Regions from separate parts of the Zea mays genome. Here region 2 is linked to region 1. Evidence: chromatin contacts called from public Hi-C data. All regions are on one chromosome and are shown on one strand. The core of a region is the stretch at or near the end of the contact, and the rest is flanking DNA. Distances in the headings are between cores, read along the strand shown. Region 1 holds the start of LOC100281498. Region 2 holds the start of LOC103649960.

What was found. Hi-C and Micro-C count contacts between places; a contact is called where the count stands out from the background.
Region 2: a contact with region 1 is called in a Hi-C map of tassel, with 2.2 times the contacts expected there. The contact joins the promoter of LOC103649960 here to the promoter of LOC100281498 in region 1. A contact is called at or near these places in 3 of 25 Hi-C or Micro-C datasets (bundle sheath, leaf and tassel).

The regions. Positions count from the first base shown.
Region 1 is chr3:37,035,218-37,040,117 of Zm-B73-REFERENCE-NAM-5.0, forward strand. It overlaps LOC100281498, which reads right to left and starts at 2,007. Exons shown (of 7, transcript NM_001368020.1): 1 at 1,670-2,007; 2 at 1,334-1,494; 3 at 493-561; 4 at 267-380; 5 at 1-181. The coding sequence starts at 1,733.
Region 2 is chr3:37,364,298-37,369,197 of Zm-B73-REFERENCE-NAM-5.0, forward strand. It overlaps LOC103649960, which reads left to right and starts at 1,993. Exons shown (of 2, transcript XM_008675654.3): 1 at 1,993-2,255; 2 at 2,405-3,133. The coding sequence starts at 2,413. The coding sequence ends at 2,856. It overlaps LOC100304334, which reads right to left. Exons shown (of 10, transcript NM_001356615.1): 10 at 4,059-4,900. The coding sequence ends at 4,458.

The DNA of each region.
Region 1 (4,900 bases), core at 757-3,256:
TCCCCATTTGCCAATTGGCAAGATGTGGATATGGATGCGAGGAGGAAATAGGTGGTGGTTGAACTGGTGGGTACATGCCAGGCGTCTCCGTAAGGAAACCAAGTTCTGGGTGATGGAATTTACATGTAGCTCCAAACTTGCAATGTCCAGTTTTCATGTAATAGGAACATTCCTTTTCACCCTGCATTAAACATGGAATTTTTCATAAAATAAACAAACAAGATCCTAGATTAAACAGAAACGTGGATTGCAATGAGAACACCCACCAGACGCAGGGGGAATCCACCGCTGTTCAATGTGACAGGTACAAAACCACCCTCCCTGGGATGATCAAACTTGCAATTGGAACCAAATTTACAGGTGCCATTCTTTGCATAGTACTGAAAATAACAAGAACATTCGTAACCAGAGTTTCCACCACATGACAACAAAATATAATACATTTGGACCTAAAATATCAATCAGAAATAGCTTTAGAATTGGTTTATTTACCTCACAGAGAGGCTGTCCAGGACGCTCTGGGTACTCCACTGTAACTGCGGTCTTTCCAACTCCATTAACCTGGAAAACACAGAAGACTTTTAACAGGTACATGCTTAAATCAAAAGGCATGCTAAAACATTTCTGGAATATCCTACAAGTCTGTACATTCGACTCCAATCACCCATTCATTCTGGTGTGACATATGAGGGTTCTAGCTCCTATCAGACTCCAATCTCCCACTCAATGTAGATATATGAAGAATAGCTATTATATACTCCTCCATTCCAAATTATAAGGCATTTTGGCTTGTTTTAGATACATTAGTTTTACTATGTATCTAGACATAGTGTATACTATGTGTATAGCGAAAGCTATGAATCTAAAAAAGCCAAAACGTCTTATAATTTGGAATAGAGGAACGGAGTACCAAAGATGCAAGACATCAGACAAGCACATGCACATAGACAATACAATCCTAATAGGAGTAGAACTGCAGACGCAGAGCAGCCTGCAATGCAAGCTAGTAAACGCCTAAACAGTATGGCAATATTCACTATCCAGGGCAAAGATAGCAAATCCAAATTCCCCCTCCTCAACCACAAGACACCAAAATTTCATAACTTCCACACTTCCATGACGTTATATAATCATCAACTCGCCGAAAACCGTCAACTTTAAGCAACAAACTTGCCACCCACCAACCAGCTGTAATCATCACGCAGCGCCCGTCATTGTCAGGATAGCAGAAGCGCTTAGCTCACCAGTAACCATCGAGCTGAGCACGAGACACAAAAACAGAGCAGAGCAGGGATAGGGGTGGGGGAGCGGCGTGGATTAGGCTGGTTCTCACCGGGGCCGGCCGATCGCGGGGGTGGTTGTAGCGGCAGCGCTCCCCGTAGCCGCAGGCGCCCGTGCGGAGGTAGTAGGCGCAGTCCGCCTCGCCCGGCCGCTCCGGAAGCTTCTCCTCCCCTGCTTCCCCGTCGTCGCCGAGCCCCAGCCTCCGCATCGAGTCTGCGAAAGCATCCACGTCAACAGCACGGTCAGCAGCACACGCCGGGTCCAAGCAGTCGCATCGGAGATCCAAAACCCTAGCGAGTGAGTGGGCAAAAGCAGAGCGGCGAAACCCCCACGGACGCAGCGGAGCCCCCAGTTACGTGGACGAGGTCGGACCGGGCGGCAAGCGTACCTTCCAGTCCGGTGCCGGTGCCGGCGTCGGCCCCGCCGCTCTTCGCCGCCGCGTACGGCTCCATCCGACGGCCCCCCGGAAGCTCCCGGAGAGCGGCGATCGGGCGCCTGCCTCGCCGACCGGGCTCGATCGAAGCTCAGGCGAGCGAGCGAGCACCGGAACCTCACGGAGCCAAAGGGAAGAAAAATTATTCCAGAATTTTTTTTCTGCGCTGCTGCTGTGCTCGCTTGCAGCTCCCTCGCGGTTGCTTCCTGGCGACTCCTCTTCTGCCTGCCTGCCTGCACTGGCGTCTCGCCCCCAGTACGCGGTCGCGTCGCGGTGGCCTTTTGCGAGGAGAGGGATGGGGACTGGGGATCGGGAGTAGCCAGTGGTGGTGGGGTGGGGTTTTCCGTTCGGCGCTGGAGCCCCGTGCCGCGGGAGACAGCGAGCGAAACGGGCGGACGCGTGGATTCGCTCGGGCAACCGCTACCGCAACCGCGCGGCGCTGCTGGAGCAACTCCAATAGTTATGTAAATTTTAGCTCTCTAAATCATAGATTTAAGAAGTTGCTAAATGGTTTTTGGAGTAAAAAAATGTGAGTTCTCCAATAGTTCTCTAAATATAGGTTGTAATTTTGTTTTGTATCTATCCACATAAAAAAATAAGTCGCAAAAACTATATAATGCAGTCAATATTTTTGTTTAGGGAGTTGTTAAATGGTTGCCAAATGTAGAGAGAAAATGAGGTTAGATGACAAGTTGTTAAATTTAGAAAGTTCATTTAGAGAACTGTTGGAGAATAGTTTTTATGTTAACTACCTAAATTATTGATTTAGGAAGTCTTTTAGGGTCTGTTTGGTTGGTTTCTCTCGCCAACCTGGCTGTGTGAGCCAGGATCACTGGAGCCTGGCTCTGGAGATGCGACCAATCTGCTCGTATCTGGTGAGCCTGGCCCAAGGTGCTTTAAGGATCGTGCGAGTCTGGATCCAAATCTACATGCAGGCAACCAAACACAGAGCTCGCACGCGCATAGCCAGGCTCATAGCAACCAAACAGCAGCTACCCGCATCCCACGATGCAAGCACGCGCAGATGCAGGCAACCAAACAGACCCTTAGAGAACTATTGGAGTTGCTCCTACCGGCACCGGGGCACGAGTACGGCGTGGCGTGGCGTGGCGTGGCGTCGCATAGGCCTGGTGTTTAGCTGTGGGCTGCCTGTAGGCTGTAGCAGAAGCGCGGCGCCAATGTGCATGCGAAACGGAAAAGGAAAGGGGCAGGCAGGCAGCCGCGTGTTGCAATAAATGCGCGGTCGCCGTGGTGGGCCCGCTTCGGGACGATGGTGGTTCGTTGCTTTCCTCTGAGGCCTGACCGTGGCCTGCTAGACCGCAAGGTCACGTGCCGCTGCCACAGTAGTAGACTGGGCGTGGGCGGGCTCCTCCCGTAGACCGTAGTCGCATCCTAGGATCCGGGCGACTCCTTATTTGGCCTACGGCACACTTCCTATTTTATCCCTATCATATTTCATATTTTAAACTTCACTCTATAACAGTATAATCTACAGTGAAAATAAACGTAATTAAGATAATTAGAGGAGATATATTTTCCTAGGCGCATTACAAGCACGAAGAGAGGGAAAGTGCCATGCTACAAAGTTTCCTGTGAGTTGTTAGCGGGTGACCCGAGTGGAGGCCTGAGCCCCCTTCGATAGAGGTCGAATAGCGGTCCGGAGACACGCCCCAATATACTTGCAGGTGATTCGCTAGTCCGGATCCATTCGATAGGATCCGAGGGCTTAGTGCCTCCTCTGGTGGGATACCATTACAAAGTGTTCATGTGGGTCTCGAATATGTCCTAGGGTACCTCGGGATTGTAGCCCGAACCTCGGCCATGTACGGACGTACCCATGGTTATCCCTGACTCTATGCTCTGTGCGGTTGTTGAACCCTGCCGAGGGGTCAGCCTTCGAACCCCTGATCAGTAAAGGGCTCAAGCATGTGTGCTCTAGGGTGGTTGTCGAACCCCGCCGAGGGGCCAACCTTCGAACCCCTAATCAGTAAGGGGCTCAGTGCACGTTTCCTTCACTACGAAGGAAATCCAAACAAATATTCATTTCCCATCACCTATGGAGAAGAAGAAAGGGAGAGAGAGAGACATCTTTTTAGGCGCCCACCTTGGGAGGCGGAATGGTGCCTGATGGTTGCGTCAGCGGGGTGAAACGTGTTGCCCCTATGCAGGATTTAATGTGATGGGATGTGAAGCCCATGGGCTATCCGTTCCGGCGCGCGAGATTCGAGAAACAAAATCTGTTTACAGATTTGATTTTTAAGTGCGGGGGGCTCGGCACTGACCTTAGCGGGTTCGCTATATATATGTGTGTGTGTATATATATATATATATATATATATATATGGGAGGGGCGCCCCTGGCTCAGGGGCGGACCCAGCCAAAAAACTAAGCTGGGGCATACTTCTAGCCACATATGAAATTTAGCTGAACATGTACATGAGTGAGGGCCTCTAATTTTTTTGAGATGGGGCACTAATGGTGAAAATTTGTCTACTAACTATATTTAACAAATTTTGAGCCGGGGCATGTGCCCTCGCTGAGACCAACATGGGTCCGCCCCTGCCTGGCTCTCACCCCGCATTCGTCTTCCTAGCCTCAGCCACTTTTGCTTTTTTGGCTGCGGCCAAAGATTGTGTTGGGACGAGAGGAGCATGAGATCCGGGTACCTTTCCGTTGTTGCCTTCTTGCCTCGCCATGGCCGAGAGATTGAACGTCCTTGCTCCCCGTGACTCGTGGCCCTACAACTCCGTGATCGAGGAAGATTTGCATAACCTCATCGATCGGGGTCTGCTCCGCCCCATCACCTTCGGAGCGCGCCCCGAATGGCTTGTGCCTGGGTGAAAGGGAAATAGGGTTTAACCTTTTCCTAAATGATTTTGGTGGTTGAAATGCCCAACACAAATAATTGGACTAACTAGTTTGTTCTAGATTATATATTCTACAGGTGCCAAAGGTTCAACACAAACCAATAAAAAGATCAAAGTTAGGGTTCAAAAGAATGGAGCAAAAGAAACCGAAGAGAACCCTGGTCTGGCGCACCGGACTGTCCGGTGCCCAGGGTCGTATGGCTTCAAACTTGCCACCTTCGGGTTTCTGGAGAGCCGCTCCGCTATAATTGAGAGCACCTAGAGGGGGTGAATAGGTGATCCTGTAAAAACTTAAACTTATAGCCACAAAACTTGGTTA
Region 2 (4,900 bases), core at 743-3,242, 330 kb after region 1:
CTTCGTTTAGCAGCCCAGCCAAAAGTCATCGGTACTCGCCATGTCACGCACGTTCGACGACTACTATATCAAAAACTGTGGCGTCATCTTAGCGACAGAGGTGACGCAGAGGAGGACCGACAACAATGACCACTTGCCATCGCCGAGGTAGCTTTTGTGCTGGCCTGCCTTTAATTCTCTTCGCAAACGCACACACTTGCCTTTTTATTTAAGCAAACATGTATGGTTGTGCGTGCCTGATGACTGACGATGTACGAGAGAACTTCTACCGATAGGTGTGGCACGTGCTCTCCAATGATGAGACCATGCAAATCATGGTATATATCGAAGTCTGTATGATACTGATGGTTGTAATGTAGTAGTGAAACAGTTAAATTAAAATAACAAAATTTATATATGGCTAGGATCACAAATGAATTATGAAACATTTTCTTATAACAATATAAGACACATTATATATATAAGTTATCATGGTATTGTGTGTTTCCGTTGCAACGCACGGGGCACTCATCTAGTAAGATAAAAGCATACAATAGATTATATTGGGTTTTGGGATGCTTCCTTTGTCATGAGCATTCTCCTTTTTTGCTTTTCGTGTCACAATGCTTGGTAAACAAGATTAATCCTCTAATTGTATAGTTATTATCACCAAAACCCACAATTTGGGCTTGCTTGCAGTTACACATTGCCTTCTGGTTATCGTCTTGTAGGCCTTGTTGAAGATGCCATGTAAATTATACATCGTTTAACTTCTTTAAATATATATAGTTTCTAATTGTGTATCTATACATAATACATATCTAATAGTACCTCTCAAAACTAAATCTCCAAAGAAAACAAAGCTCCAAGTTACAGAGACAGTGCACTCCCTTTAGGCTGGGTGCAACGCGAGTCGGTAGCGACTCCTACCTTATGGTCGACCACAGTGTTTGACTGTCCGAACCGGTTGATACCGTCTACGTTGGAGTCGAACCGGTTGGTATCGATTGGTCAGTATCAACCATTGCATTGGACTAATCGATCGGTGACGACCGACTTTAGTGATCGGTGGCATGTTTTGATTGGTCCACGCGTGCGCCACGACAGTTAACTATTTTTTTACTTTATCAAGTCCAAAAACTCGGAAAAAACTCAATAAAAATTGTGAATCTAATATATAAACTATATTATTTATGAATTATAATATTTATGTTTATGTTTTGTAACTTTATTTTTAAATTATATATTTTATTATTATGCTTGAGTTATATAATTTTTAATTGTTGTTGTGAATTATGCAATTTTCGCTTGATTACATAATTAGATGTATTTGAATTTTATTAAAATTTAGTGTTTAATGTCAACTAAAAGTCTGTAAAATAAAGCTAATCCAGCGATTGAGTAACTATAGACTGATGATAAAAATTATGCACTAGAGCGTTATAGATAAAAAAACTGATAATATGAACTATATAGACCGCCTTTAGCTGATATGGCGATAGGCCTGCCAGCCATATGCCTCACATACCTTTTTTATTCTCTTCTGGTTTCCTTGATCTCCGTCGTTCTTATTTCTCATGCGTCCGTGCGCATGTCTGCTCGGCCATTTCGAGGAGCCTGCTCTCGGCCGCTCCTCGGAGCAGCGGGCGCGGCAACCCTGCCAACCCGCGCGTTCGCAGCAGCTCCGCCTGTGGCCCGCGATGTCAGCGACCGGGGGAGGAATTTGAAAAAACTGGGGCAGTTTGTTTTCATCTTATTCCTCTGTACAACCGTTTTAAAGCGGGTTTTGTTTACCTTATTTTATCTGTTGTACAGGTGTTTGGAACGGATGAAGTACAAAATTAGGCGATTGTCGTGTGTATTCTACGAAAACGAAACAGCTCGATTACATGCCAAAACACAAGATCAGCAACAATCTTAGAGCAGTCTGGTTGCTGTGTCGTTCGGATTATCAGGTCAGGTCTCTATCAACACCTGCGGAGGACCGTGGCTCGTAGCCTCCGCACTGCTCAGACAATATGTAATGGACTTGTGCTCTAAAAACTCATAGGCGATTGTTCGCGTCTGTTTGTGGTCCCAAAGCAGCTATGGCCTCTGGCCGCTTGCCCCCTGCACTCGCTGTAGCTAGCCCCCACCCCACCGCGCTCTCCCGCGCCGGTCTGGCCGCGCGCGTCTTTGCTGCTCTTGTCAAACACGTCTTCAATCCGCTGCCCCCTGCCCTGGTAAAAAAAGAGGAAGAAGGAGACGCTGATGCTAACCGCCGCACTACTCTACTGGTGCGTCTGCTGCGCATGCGCGGGTAAATACGATCGGTATCGAGGGGGGATACTTTGGTCGCTCTCTGCACATATACATATACCATGAACTTGTACAAGACGATCCCACACCCACATACATGAACTGTCATATGCATGATGGTTTACAGAGCAACAGATGCTACCCGGCGTACAAACACGCAAGCAGTTCCAGATCGACGAGGCATGGCACTACTGGCGGGTCACAGCGACTCTGAACCGATCACTCACCACGACTCCGAACCGGACCAACGGCACGCCCGGCCATGGCCCGTGGCCGTGCTCTCAGAAGAAGCCGCGGCGGCGCGGCGGGGGCAGCAAGAGGGCGACGAGCATCAAGGCGGCGACGGCGACGAGGGCCAACGCCACGAGGATGCTCTCGTCGACGGTGAGCAGGCACACCTTCCCCATGGACGGACTCGCAGCCTGGGGAATGGCGGTGCAGAGGGGCCTTCAGCTGCAAGCGGGCAAGCTCAAGAGCGATGCCTGGATGCGCGTCCTTGTCCTTGTTATAGTTGTTGAAGTATCTCCGTCTCTCTGGGTCAACTGCTCTTCGAAAGCACTTCTTTTTTTTTTCCTTTGAAGCGTTGCGATGACATGCACCAAACAAGCGTCAGTCAGTATATTGACTAGTTGGTACAACGGCTGCAAGTAATGTAATGTACACTGGGAGTGGGACGTGAATTGTGAGCTACGAGTCTACGACCACGCAGCAAGTCCTCGGTCTTGTTAGCATAAGCTTCAAGGTTCTGGTTCAATACTTCACAGAATCATGAGTTCGGTGATGGCTGCAGATATGTCAAATAATAGATTGACCCTGAGTATGAACATCCGCACCCTTTTTTTTTAATGAAGTGGACAAATTTTGATAACACTGCCATATGCTTATATGCACGAGCGAGTGTTAAACAAAAGCACAATGTCAATGCACTTTTTGGATGGCACTATGTGGCTCGTTTAATAGTTATACTCCCTCCGTTTCTTTTTAGTTGTCGCTGGATAGTTCAATTTTGCACTATCCAGCGACAACTAAAATGAAACGGAGGGAGTATTTACCAGGCGCCTTCAGAGTTCAAACTAAACTAACAGTTTAATTCAATGATAACCGCATCTCAAGTGTCTGGCTCTTCAAATTTTGATCTAAATCGCACAGCAGATTTCGGACGAAAAATTTGCATGCCACAAACAGCGCGGAGCTATAGGCAGGTCGTTCTCGAGGGCCAATTTCTAAAAATGGTAGCCAAAGCAAACGACAACACCAGCGTATCGGTTTTTTGTACAGTCGCTTTACTGTACAAGTCGTGACAGATACAGTGCACAAGGAAAAATCTTCTCGAGGACTAATAACGACCACATGGATATGGGCGGCCATATGGCCAGTCAAATGAGTCATGACGAAACATGAGGACGAAATCTTCGTCTTACCCTATTGACCATTGGTACGATGCCTTCTGCCAACTAGTAGTGGACACGTAAGCAGAGTAGTATATCTGCACAAATTTGCTGTCAAAGGATGTAGAACTCGCAAACTGAAAAACTGAACAAGAGCAAACAGTAATGATCGATAAAATAGCCAGTTATTTGCACAGAACGTTATCACCATTTGTAAAAAGTAAAAACTACACAATAGTACCAAGATTCATGAGTTATGATTTGTTTGCATACTCTAGTATTCACCTCAATCCATATGTATTGATTATACCCTAATACACCTCAATACATGTAGATTCATGTGAATAATAGAGTATCCAAACAAAGACTTACAATAACTCTTTAACAGCTACTGTACATGAACTTCACATGCATTTATAGATGATTTATTTACACATGATATTGAACTACAGTATTCTCAGAGAAATTACAGGTATTACAGAATTACATGAAACTGGGGTAATTGCCAACCAAAGTCGCGAGGAAACAAAGTGTTCTTTCCTTCTAGCCACCTTCCAAATATGGTTCAAAAGCACCATATACAGCAGCCCCGAACTGGACATAAATGATAGCATAAAACACCCTGGCTGCACATTTACGAGCGAAACTACCACTTAGCAATTGTGGCAACTGAGATCAGTCACTGATATAAAGTACCTGTACTTGATGTCCTGCTCACTTGCTCAGCTCATGTTGCAGCTTCAACCACAGCAAAAACAAGTGCATCCTTGCCTCCTTGGACAAGTTGCAGCTTCAACCACAGCGAGGTAAGCGCTGCAGTTCGGCGCTCAAATAAGAAGCAGCATCAGCAAGAAGGCTATCATTGGAGCCCTTGAAAACTGAAACAAGTGCTTCAACTCGCATCAAAGCTGACACTGATATTGACAGGATCATTCCCTGGGCCAAGTATTGTCTGCATGAGAAGGCTAGGCCGTATAATAAGCGAATCAGACGTAGGGAGCTCTCATGCTTCAGCAAGTCCATGGCAGTGCTTAATTTAGGAAGATTTGTCAACAAGCCCACTGTAGCCTCTCGAGGTGCTGCCTTGGATAACAACACTACACAGTCTGACGCTAAATTACTTATCTGTGGATCTGAATTGCCAACTAGCTCAAGAAAAGTACCCATGTTGCCACCAAAGTCGCATATATCCGTGACACAAGTTTGTTGATCAACAGCAATACTCATGCTGAAGG